Linked DNA regions of Mus musculus: all the other regions are linked to region 2. Evidence: chromatin contacts called from public HiChIP or PLAC-seq and capture Hi-C data. All regions are on one chromosome and are shown on one strand. The core of a region is the stretch at or near the end of the contact, and the rest is flanking DNA. Distances in the headings are between cores, read along the strand shown. Region 1 holds the start of Trpm5 (transient receptor potential cation channel, subfamily M, member 5). Region 2 holds the start of Osbpl5 (oxysterol binding protein-like 5). Region 3 overlaps Kcnq1 (potassium voltage-gated channel, subfamily Q, member 1).

What was found. HiChIP or PLAC-seq counts read pairs in DNA pulled down with a chosen protein or histone mark. Capture Hi-C pulls out chosen DNA fragments and counts their contacts.
Region 1: a contact with region 2 is called in a capture Hi-C map of macrophages, with 3 times the contacts expected there. The contact joins the promoter of Trpm5 here to the promoter of Osbpl5 in region 2. A contact is called at or near these places in 11 of 39 promoter capture datasets (the 3T3-L1 cell line, the C10 cell line, HPC-7-derived erythroid cells and 7 more), 1 of 484 Hi-C or Micro-C datasets (embryonic stem cells), 2 of 115 datasets of contacts at active chromatin or transcription factors (bone marrow-derived macrophages and embryonic limb bud) and 3 of 9 other capture datasets (embryonic stem cells, liver and macrophages).
Region 3: a contact with region 2 is called in an H3K27ac HiChIP or PLAC-seq map of embryonic stem cells, with 4 times the contacts expected there. The contact joins the enhancer-like site here to the promoter of Osbpl5 in region 2. A contact is called at or near these places in 2 of 39 promoter capture datasets (the C10 cell line and embryonic stem cells), 1 of 15 datasets of contacts at CTCF or cohesin (embryonic stem cells), 6 of 115 datasets of contacts at active chromatin or transcription factors (embryonic limb bud, embryonic stem cells and neural tube) and 2 of 9 other capture datasets (embryonic stem cells and embryonic tail).

The regions. Positions count from the first base shown.
Region 1 is chr7:143,092,281-143,096,145 of GRCm38.p6, reverse strand. It overlaps Trpm5 (transient receptor potential cation channel, subfamily M, member 5), which reads left to right and starts at 1,504. Exons shown (of 25, transcript NM_020277.2): 1 at 1,504-1,580.
Region 2 is chr7:143,738,933-143,742,357 of GRCm38.p6, reverse strand. It overlaps Osbpl5 (oxysterol binding protein-like 5), which reads left to right and starts at 1,998. Exons shown (of 22, transcript NM_001199227.1): 1 at 1,998-2,088.
Region 3 is chr7:143,118,142-143,121,854 of GRCm38.p6, reverse strand. All of the region lies in intron 1 of Kcnq1 (potassium voltage-gated channel, subfamily Q, member 1), which reads right to left. Among named protein-coding and RNA genes, the nearest start is that of Kcnq1, 13 kb to the right of the region's middle. Within about 2 kb of position 1,449, at least 49 of the 459 cell types and tissues checked have an H3K27ac peak or open chromatin away from gene starts, as enhancers often do. A contact at or near this core is called in embryonic stem cells, where this site is marked.

The sequences.
Region 1 (3,865 bases), core at 255-2,754, 650 kb after region 2:
TTCCTGGCACCAGTCAGAGCAACCACAAGAGAGACAGACACAGCTACCAGCCAAGCCATGGTGATCAATGTAGGGAAGCAGCTGTTGAGGGCAATTTAGGTATCCCTCCATGGCACCTTGATTCTCTGTCCCCTCATCACAGTGCTCGTAATGAGAGCATACGGGCAATTGAGCCTTGCCCAATGTCTATCTGCCCAGGGCCTGGAATGGTTTGGAAGCTGCTTCCCACTAAATGGCTATCTCCCCAGACCCCACTTATGCCTTCATATGGCTCATGACTATGCACATGCTCAGGCACACAACTGCCTTTGGGCACATGTTCTGTATACTTTCATATTCTGCACTTGGGGTTGGCTGGGGCTGCCCAGGGTCCAGCAGAACTATGGGGGAAGTGGCTGTTGATGGGCAAATGAGGAAGCAAAGGTCATTTCAGATGACAAAGCAGCACTGAGCAACGCTGCTGGGGTGCCTGGGAAGTGAGCTATAGGGGATGTGCCCTGTGTGGGTGTGGGCCTGGGTGAAGGGGTCCTTGAAAGACATGGGAGCCTGTGGTGACAAGCCTGCAGGAGATGCTCCAAGGAGTGGTGCCCCAAGGGAGCAAAAGAAAAAGTGTCAGGGCCTTTCTGGGTTTGATTATTAGGATCACAGGGGTCCATGAAAGGTTGTGGGTAAGGAGAACCATAATATGGTATTGGCCTAGAACGGTTAGGGAATATTTGGTGCAGTCCTTCGAGTGTCCAAAAGATGGAGGTAAAGGGGCAGCAGCAGATGAAGGAAGGGTTCTGGAAGCACTCCTATTCTCCACCTAGTCCTCAGACATAGGAAGGCTAGGCTTTGGATTGCTTGGTGGACATGAACTTAGGCTAGATTTCTAGAATCCAGTGAACTCTGGCCTTGTTCTATACTGAGATCCGGCCATTCCACCTAGGCCCCCGCTATGTACCCTCCTCCAGAGCTGTACCCCACAGCTCTCAAGCACTCAAGGCTTATAGTCCCTGCTCTTCAGGGCTCAAGTGGCTAGAGCTGGTCTGAGCCCCCAGCCCAGCTTGTAATTTTAGAAGGGCATCAAATGGGCATGGCTTATGTCAAGGTAACATGACAGGTATGCTAGGGGACATGCTAGCTCAGATGGTGATGTAACTGTGGCCCTCTTGCTTAGGACAAAGCCAGAGGGAGACCCCTCTCCCTGCCCCACCCAGGTCCTGTTTTTGCCTGTGATCTTGGCGCCCTCTGGTGGCTAATGTTGGGTCCTTGGCTGCTGCCCAACCCCTATCCTCCTACCCCTGGGGTTCATGGCAAAGTAATGAAAGCCAGATCCTGTGGTCTCTGGGGGAAGGGCTCACAGAAACACTGTCAAGAGCTGTCATGAGGGTCTTCCCCAGTTATTCACAACCGCCTGGAAGCTTGGCATGAGTATCTCGGTCTACAGGAAGAGAAACCGGGACTTCGTGTTGAAGGAGCTGGATAGATCAACAGGAAAAAAGCCAGTGTCACAGCCATGAGAAGCATCACGAGCAACAGCCCTGAGCCTCAATTTGGAGGCAGTCCTCATGCAGTCCAAGGCACTGACTGCCTGACTGGTAAGTAGCTAGTACTCAGCTCACTCACACCATAGGATTCTCCAGGAGTGTGGCACACCACAGATCAGGGCAGACATCTCCAGACCTTCTGGGACCTCAGGAGACAGTTCATCTGCTTGCCTATCATCATTGGGACCACTTGTCAGACACCCTTTCATGGATCATGTGTCCTTAAGGCAGTTCTTGTTTCCTCAACTAGAGAAACTGAGGCTTGGTGAGAAATGAAGCAGAATTCCCATCTGACCTCTGATCTCATGTTAGAGTACAGACACCCAGGCCGTACTCATCGTCTGTGCCAGGCAGAGCCCAGGGAGGAAAGGACCCATGTTTCATGTAACCCCTCTTCATGTAACAGTGGGCTCTTGGCCAGCCTGGATGTGCTCTCAGACCAGTGGCACCAATCTAGCCCTTGGTGGATGGGTGGTACCCTAGGTTCACTCATGCCCAGCTTTCTAAGACATCATTGGCTGCCAGGTGCTGGGTGTGGCATGTGGGTGGATCGAGGGAGGAACACAGCCTGCAGTAGGTAAGTGCCTCTAACACTCAGCACCAGCAGCTACATGCCAGGAATCTGGAAGGAACGGGCAGGTAAGCTCACACCAGGGTCAGCTTGCATAGGAGTGGGGCCAGAAAGTCGCTCAGTCCTCTGCTGAGAAGGTAGGAAGGGCAAGCAGGAGCTATGTTCTAGCCACATTTCTACCTCATGTTCTCCATCAGGGATGGCATCATGAGGACAAGTCTGCCATGAGCAAGGGAAAGGGCTACCCATTGTTCGGGAGGGTCTGGGTGGAGGGCAATCCAAACTGTGAGCCTCAGACTTGGAGATTACATCAGCCGCAGCACCTTGGAAACTCAGCCCAAGCTCAGGGGCTGCAGGAGGGAGGGGTGTAGGGGTGGGGACCCAGCTCCTCATAGTTGTATCTACGTCCTGCTCTGTCAGCAATGTCAGGTCTCTTCACCAAGGGGATGAGGGGTGCCATGCTAATTCATGCATGCAGTGACCTTCTTAGTTTTACCCACATATCACTGTAAGCTGGCACAGAGAGTTTAGGGACAAGTACGTTCAGGACCCCAGGATTTGGGTGCCAGATCTGTCGTGCTCTGGGCTCTTCCTATCTTAGGGGCGGAGAAGTACATTTATTTCAGGCTCTTTCTGTGACCGTCTCAGCTAGTAAGAGCCTCCAAGGTCTCCACTGCCTTGGGATTAAGAATCTGTTTTTTGTCTTTCAGAATTCAGGCATAGGATAATGATCAGGGTCATGTAGCTCCCCCCACCCCCGCAAAAAAACCCCACCAACAAAGGGGGGCATTTTAGACCTAGACACCTGCACATGCAAATCCTATTTGCATGCCTTCCCTCTTTGTGGCCACATTTGCCTGGTGCTGGCACATGCCCAAATGCCCCTTCACCTCAGCCTGGTGGGGAGAGCAAGGCCTAGTGCTTCCTGGGTGTTTCTTCCACCTTCCATGGCATCCAGGAGTCTGGACCATCCATCCAGTCTATACTGAAGCAAGGCAAGGTGATCTGGTCTACAGGGTCTAATCCATTGTCCATGAGTGGGGGTGCGTTGTTGAACTCCATCTTGAAAGGCACTCTCTAGGGCCTAGACCTTGGAAAAGAAACCTCCAGAGACTCAGGAGCCCCAGAGTACTCCTCCCCCAGCCAAAATGAACCTGTCCATGACTTTCCCACTGGGAACTAAGTGGGAAGAAGAGTAGGAGGTCCCATTCCCAGTCCAAAGACTGAGGACAAACAGCATGGCTCCCATACTTCAAGCCAGAGCACACATACAGCTTGAGTTACCTCTCTTATTGCAGAGCACAAGTCCAGATGTGACTGGGAACTCTCTTCCCAATAGTGAGATTTACTGCTAGCAGCATGTTTTTCACATTGACCCTAAGACAGTAGCTTTGTCTAGAAATGGGGTCTTTGTAGATGAGATGCAGGGAAGGTGGGGGTCCTGTCCTAGTTATGAGGTTCTTATAGGAAGAAGAAAGTACAGACACACACAGGCATAAGTCCCTGACCACAGAGGTAGGGACTGAGCCCACATAGCTCTAAACAAAGGGATGCCTGGAGGCCCTGGGAGTTGAAAGTTGTCCTCAGAGCCCTGGGAAAGGCCCCATAGCCTATCCATTCCTGGATTTGGGTTTTTGTCCCTAACACTTCAGGAGTGCACCTCAGTTGGGTCAGGCCTCCCAGCTTTGGTCCGTGTTCCAGCACACAGGGACATGCCTGTGACTCTAGCCAGATTCCTACGGGAAAACCATCAGCTGTTTATTCC
Region 2 (3,425 bases), core at 749-3,248:
GAGTTCAAGCTCATCCTCCACTACATAGTGAATTTGAGGCCATGTGAGAGCCTGTCTAAAACAGAGCAGACAAAGACCTTGAAGGAACAAGGTTCTGCGTGACAGTGCTCTGCTCAGCAGCAGAAAGATTAGAGCCTGCCTTCATTCACAAGAATACCTTTTCCAGCCCTGCAAGGAGCAGGATGGAGACTTCAGGGAAGCCTAGCTGCAGCTATGCACCTGTACCTGAACCACACAGGTGGCACTTCCTCAGTCCCCACTTGACCATCTGGCACTGGGGCAATCTCGTTCAGACTGTGTTCCTCAGCCCACCCTTCCTGCTATCATGCACAAGCCTCCCCCATTTGGCCAGTAATCTGGCTCCTATAATCCATATTCAAACAGCAAGTGAAGGCAATTTTGCTGAGACCTTGCCCCAGGGGACAGGGACCTTGTTTTCTTCTTTGAGTCCCTCAAGGACTGGCTCTAGCAACTGCTGATTTACTGGGTTCTAGCAGCCACACCCAGCTTTTTGTTTGAGCTTGGGGCAGACCTAGCAGGCAGGCTGGTCTCCATCTGTGAAGCGGCCCACACTGCACACAGTCCTGCTGGAAGGGCAGAGCCACCCCTCAGACCTCAAGAAGGCAGTTTCACCATGGCCCTGAGCATCTTGTCTGAGCAGTTCTGCATCCGAAGGCCTCGCCAGGTGACTGGGGTTGGGTAGGGATGGTCCCATGATGAACTGAGAATGAGCCCGCCTAAGTTCCTTACCTGTGCACAAGATGCTGGTACTTGCCCACCAGGTGGAACCCCTAGCCTCTGTCTAACAGGGGAGGCATGGCTAAGGCTGAGTGGACAAGGGGTCTACAGAGACTGGAAGTTGTCTATTCCAGGTTTGCACGCCACAGCCCTACCCAGTGGCTTTTAGCAGCAGTGGTTTCCCATAGCCTGGAAGCACTTCTGCTGTCCAGCACCTACTAACAATGTGGGAATCAGCTGGGGCTCTGCCCACACTCACACCGGTATTCCTGGGGTAGAAGGTTCTGCTGGGAAAGCCTCTATACCTTTCTGTGTCCTACCTGATTCCAGCGGCTGGAGGAGGCAGGCTAAACTTCCTGCTTGGGTGGCTCTTGGGAACTCTACAGGAAGGACCCTTACACATACACACACACCCCAAAGAACCTCATGCTGAGGGTCTCAGCTGGAGAACTCTAAGATCAGCCTCTATATATGGGTGGTATCAAATTAGAAAAGTGTCTTCTAAATACAAGAGGATTGAGGAGTCTAGAAAGTTCTTGGAGAGTGGTAAAGGGTGGTAGACACATAGGAGGTCTTGGTTATCAGGATAATTAGTTTAAAAAGTATTATTATTTCTATTTGTGTGTGTGTGATGTCACATGGGTGTAGGTGCTAAGAGAGGTTGTCAGATCACCTGGAACTGGAGTTACAGGTGGCTGTGAGCAGCTTGACCTGGGTGCGGAGAATGGACCTGTGATCTTCTGGAAGATCAGCATATGCTCTTAACCTGAGTCATCTCTCCAGCCCCAAGAGTCAGAGTCTCAGCCAAGGCATCCTGAAAGAAGTGTAGTGGGAATCATGGATGGTGACCAAGGGGTCCCCTTGAGCCCCTGTGTAGGACAAGGACAGTGGGGTTTGGTTTTGGGAGAGAGAGGTCTTATGTTCTGGAAGGGGAAGGGCACCGCACCCAGGTATGCTTCTCAAATAGAAGACCCCTCCCAAGATTAGCGCTGCTTACCGCCACCCTCCCCTCCTTTGGCTATTTGTGGGGCGGTGTCCCCAGCCCTGGCGCGCAGGTGCCACCGACTTGTCTATACTTAAGGATTCCTATGCCCCCCAGCCTGCACCGGGGAGGAGGCTCAGGCTCCGGGCAAGGACTGGGTCCCCAGCGTGCCTCCCCAGCAGCCGATCCGCCCTTGGTCCACCCGGGGTTTTGCGTCTGCCGCGCTCTCCTCCCTCCTCCGCCCTCCGCTCCCTCGCTCCGCCTCGCCTGGATCAGCCCTCTGGTATTTCCTGCTGCTCAGCGACAGCTGAGCCCCTCGCGGGCCCAGGCGGCCCGGCCCGGCCCCAGCACTGAGTACAACCAGCACGGTAGGAGCTCCGCTGCTGGGAGGACCGGGAAGGATGGGGCTGGTGGAAGGCCGAGAAAGGCCAGGAGGGGATTCAGCGGGCCTGAGAGGCTTCAGGGCCACAGAGCCGGCGTGGGGGTCGGGGAGCCCTCAGGGGCTGGTCTGGGGGAGCCCCTGCATAGATCCGAGTAGACCCAAACAGCAGCTTGTATGGGAAACAGCGCCTGGCTGGGGAGTCCAAATGCCTGGGGACTTCTGGGTGGCGGGTGGGGCCCGCGTGTGGGTGCGGCATGTCCAGCCCCGTTTCCCACTTGGTGAGGCTAAAAGGAGTCAGGACTAGGCGAATGGGTGGGAGGGTCTGGCAGCCTCCGACCCAGGATATGGAGGGGTCTGTACCCCAGCCCAGCAATAGCAGGGAAGGGGTGTCTAAGAGGTCCTGTAAGATCTTGGGTCTGAGATCTCAGTTCCCTGGCTTGATTCTCAGGATGGTTCGTCAGGGTCCGCAGAGCAAGTGACTGCTGACCCATCTTGCCCTTGGACTCTGTCCACCCATGGCCTCTCATAGGACTTGGCCCTGAGAGAAAGGGAGGGAGCTTGGCATTGTCCAGATGACTTGAGCTGCACTTGCGGATTTCTACGACTGGGGTGGGTAGGACTTGAGCCCCTCCCAGCCACAGGTCCAGCTGGCTTTGCCTCCCACTTCAGATATCCTGGCTTTTTAGGTCCAAGTCCCTGATCCCAGTTGTGAGTGGCTCCTGGGGTTGTGGGTAGACACCCCCAATTAGGGCCAAGGGGGGCTTTTTCACCCCTCACCCAACCTGAGCCAGGCTGGGCTTGGCTTACTAGAACCACTGATTTGAATTTCTTGTCTTTTGCTCTCTGTTTCTCCCTGGGACTTGTCACCCACTTGTCTGTACTTAAAGGTTCCTATATGTATCAACCTTTGGCTCCAGCCTCTGCTACACACCTCTGTCTGGTCACAGGAGCAGAAGTGGTGGTGTCAGGGCCTAGAGAAGTGGGAAAGACCCTTGGATGGGGTGGATATTGCACTTTTGAGTTTGTTTTCCATGTCCCCATCATCCGTCTGCCTGTCCGTCCGTCTGTCTGTCATTTCCCCCTCTCCCTTGCGATAACAGCCAAGTGGCTGACTTTCCTTACTACATTTCTGCCCCAATATCTTTGCTCAAGCAGCAGCATGGATGGAGGTGGGGGTGCTTGCTGAGATTTCGAACTTGGTGGGGTTCCAGAGGAGCGCAGAGAGCTTTGCAGGTGTCAGACAAATCAGGGTGATCTGGGTGGCAAGTGGTGACATCTGGCTGTCCCTTTCAGGCTCCTGACTGCAGATCTATTGTCTGCCTG
Region 3 (3,713 bases), core at 200-2,699, 620 kb after region 2:
TCAGCTAACTAGGAAGGATTCTGGGTGTCGGGTCTGGCCCAACTGCAAGGACAGAGTTTCTGCCCTCTCTTTACAGCACCCGTCACCCATGCCATTGGTGGAGAGTCTCCTTTGTGTTCCTGTGAACCACTGGCCAGTTCTTCCCTTCATTTTACCTCTCAGCTTGCTGTTACTATTGCACTACCCTGGTCTTTGGCCTGCTAGGCTCTCACCTGCCAGGCCACCCACGCCCAGAGTTCTCTTGTGAGACTGGTCCACTGGTGCCCTAGAAACTCATATTTCTCTCTCATGGAAAGGGTTTTCTGAGGACATGGTGGGATACAACAGCTGCCTGCAGATCACAGTGAGAGCCTGAGAGGCTGCTCACTGCTTTTGGTCACCAGGAACAGCCTTTCTAGAAACCCAGAGCTCTCCCCCAGGCACTCACTCCCAGGCAAGTGTAAATGTCAGGGGAGGGGTACAAGAAAGATAGTAACCCTGACATGACACCCCTGCCCCTGACATACACACCCATACCCTTGTCCATCTTTTCCTCTTCACAGGAACACCACATCCAATCAACCAACACACCCACTGATCCAGACATGCATCCACCCATGCATCCTGTGATAGTCTAACACTCCAACTTCCTGAGCCCTAGAAGCCGGACTTGGGAGCAGGGGCCACATAGAAATAGCCATTTAGTATTTGTGGACTGCCACACTGCCCACCCAACACACATGTGCACACATGGAAATATGGACTCCCATCTGGGCCTCTCCTACTCAGTGAGTGTCATGGAAGCTATCTGGACAGAGTTAGAGGCAAGCGTGTCTCAGCCCTACTCCAGATCAGCTTATATGGTTGCCATAGCTTATCTCCTCTAAGCTCTGGAGAACTGCCTCTCTACAGACCTTATTTCCAGAATATTCTCAACATTTACAAGGAGATGACTAGTTCATATGTCCACTTAGAAATAACTCCCTCCAATGCCAGAGACACAGAGGTGTTGGGCAGTGAGAGGGTAGCCTTGGGGGCCTTTAAATGGTCATACATAGCAAGATGAGGAGCCCAAACGCATGATCACATGACCTGTTAGCATCCCTGAGATAGAGGCCCAGACCCTATCCACATGTGGGGAAACAGCCCCAAAGCAAGGTGACCTCCCAGGCCACACAACCCCAGTACGAAGTCTCTGGGATGGTGCCACACCCATCTCAACTGCCGCCTGCCACTACTACTTGCTCAGGAGAGGACATTCTGCAATCCAGCAAAGGCGAGAGGCCAGCTCTGTGTACATGAAGACTTCCTGTTCTCCAGTGTCACCTGAGAGACCAAGTTCCACAGCTGTACCACTGATTCCCTTCCACAGAGTCCCCCCAGAAAGATGGCCATTGTATCTGTCTGCTCAGAGAAACACAGGCAAACCATGTTGCCTTTGCTGCCTGGGCCTGTCTTTTGTCTATCGTCTTCCCAGGGACTAGGTCACTTGAGGGTCACTCGCCATTTCCTGCTTTCTACTTGGCTGGGAGGATCTGGGTTTTATGGTTTCTCTGGAAACCTCCACTGTGTACTGCATACAGAACCCTAGAAGGTGAACCCACAACTTGTCTGGGTGCTCAGTGAATCCCAGCCTTCCTGGGATCAGAGAGCTTTGTGAGAGTACCAGGCAGGGCTCCTGAACTATGAAGCTAGTGCTGCCAGTCATTGGTAGCCAGGTGTTCAATCTGGTCTGACTCAAAGACACCAAATTTCCTGTGTGGTTTTGTACACATCCCTGGCCTTCAGGTTCTCACAAAGAATAACCACGCCCATCTGGCTAAAGCAATTCTAGGACCCAGATGTGGTGTGTAGACTACAGCTCCCCCGCTGAGCCATGGAAGGAAGGCAAGCCATATTGGATTCTGTCAGCCCTGAATCACCTAGCCAGGGTACAGAACAAGAACACAGGCTTTCCTGAGACTCTCGCCTGCATAGAGGGAACTGTCTGAAAGCAGGCAGTCTCACTGCTCAAGGAGGGGCAGAACCATGTGGGTGACAACAGGTAGCAATCCACTCCAGGCTGTCCTCTAGAGGACCTGTGGAGTAAACAGCAAACTCACTGTGCCTGGGCCAAGCACCATGATATTATAGCCCGTCCCCAGAGAGGGAGAGAGGGACTCTGTAGGAGTGACCCTACAGAACAAAAACCACCTCAAAGACTTTTATGCATGCCTCATTACTTGGAAACTGGGAAGGGCCTGGCCAGTTACCAAGTGAAAAACTTCAGGCAGGGGGGAGGAGGAGAGAAGAGGGAGGAGGAGGAAGTAGGGAAGGTAAAGGGAGGTGGGGGAAGGGTTAGGGAGGGGGAGGGAAGTAGGAAAGGAAGGAAGAGGAGAGGAGGGGGATGGGAAGGGGAGAAGGAGGAAATGGAAGGTGGGAGGAGAAGGGGAGAAATAGAGGAAGTAAAAGCATGACAGGAGAGGAGGAGTTGAAGGGGTGGGGAATCCTTGCCCACTTTCCAGACAACGATCGCTGGACTTCAGGTCAGCACTGAAGGCAGCTGCAAGCCTTGGCTGTCTACAGATAGGACCACAGACTTGCTGTATGGAAAGTTGAAAAACACTAGGCATTTCTTCCCTTTCAAGAAGTATAAGATAGAGCCAGGGGTGGTGGCACACGCGCCTTTAATCCCAGCACTCGGGAGGCAGAGGCAGGCGGATTTCTGAGTTCGAGGCCACCCTGGTCTACAAAGTGAGTTCCAGGACAGCCAGAGCTATACAGAGAAACCCTGTCTCAAAAAAGCAAGAAGTGCAAGATAGACACCAGACCATAGGAGATATGTAAGTGGCTTCAGCCAAAGTCAGGTGGCTTCTCTGACTTAGAAATGTGATCTCCACCCCCACCCCCACATTCCTGGGGGCCTCCAGCAGGGCCAGGGCAGCTGTAAGTAAGCTGTAAGCTTGTACATCTTCCAAGGTTCACCAACAGCCCTCTGGTTTTCCTCCCCTGACTCTTGCCCTAACATTTCTACATCCCTCCTGTCTCCTCACAACTCTCTGAGCCAGGTGGGCATGCTACTGCTCCTGAGCACTGGTTAGCTCCCCAATGTTAGTCCTCCAGAGTTCCAGGTCACATGAACAGGGCCAATTCCAGGCAGCACTCAGCTCCTATGCTCATCGCCACATAACAACTTTGTAAGCACAGATACGATGGGCCATTCTGGTTAGGTCCCTTCAAGTATTCCCAGAAGCCTGGCCTTCCCATCTCCCTGCCAATATTACAGGGCTGGCATGAAGGAGCACTAGAGCACTGGGCATAAGCCTCAGTCTATCTGCTCCATCCCTGCATTTTCCTGGCATCCTGTCCTCAGGGAGCAAGGGAACTGACCACAGAAGGATCATAGCCACCTCACCCTCTCTCACTGGGCAGAGCCAGTTCACACAGCAGACATAGACCCAACAGGTGACACCCACTGCAGAATGGAGCATACCCTCGAGCAAGGTAATCTCAAACTGGGTTTTGCAATTTGTTTAATCAGGACCCAAGAGAGGGCACATGCTACACACTCTCCCAGTCCTTCTACCCATCTCTCCTCCCCTGCATATTTCGGTCCTTAGGCCTACAGGTCCCCTCCATCTTAACTTGCACACCTCAATTCCACCATGAGCACCAAAGCATGCTCCTCTTGCCACAGTATTTCCCAAAAGCTTGATCAGGAGGCTGTACTCAGCTCATTTACTCCTCCAGTAGTG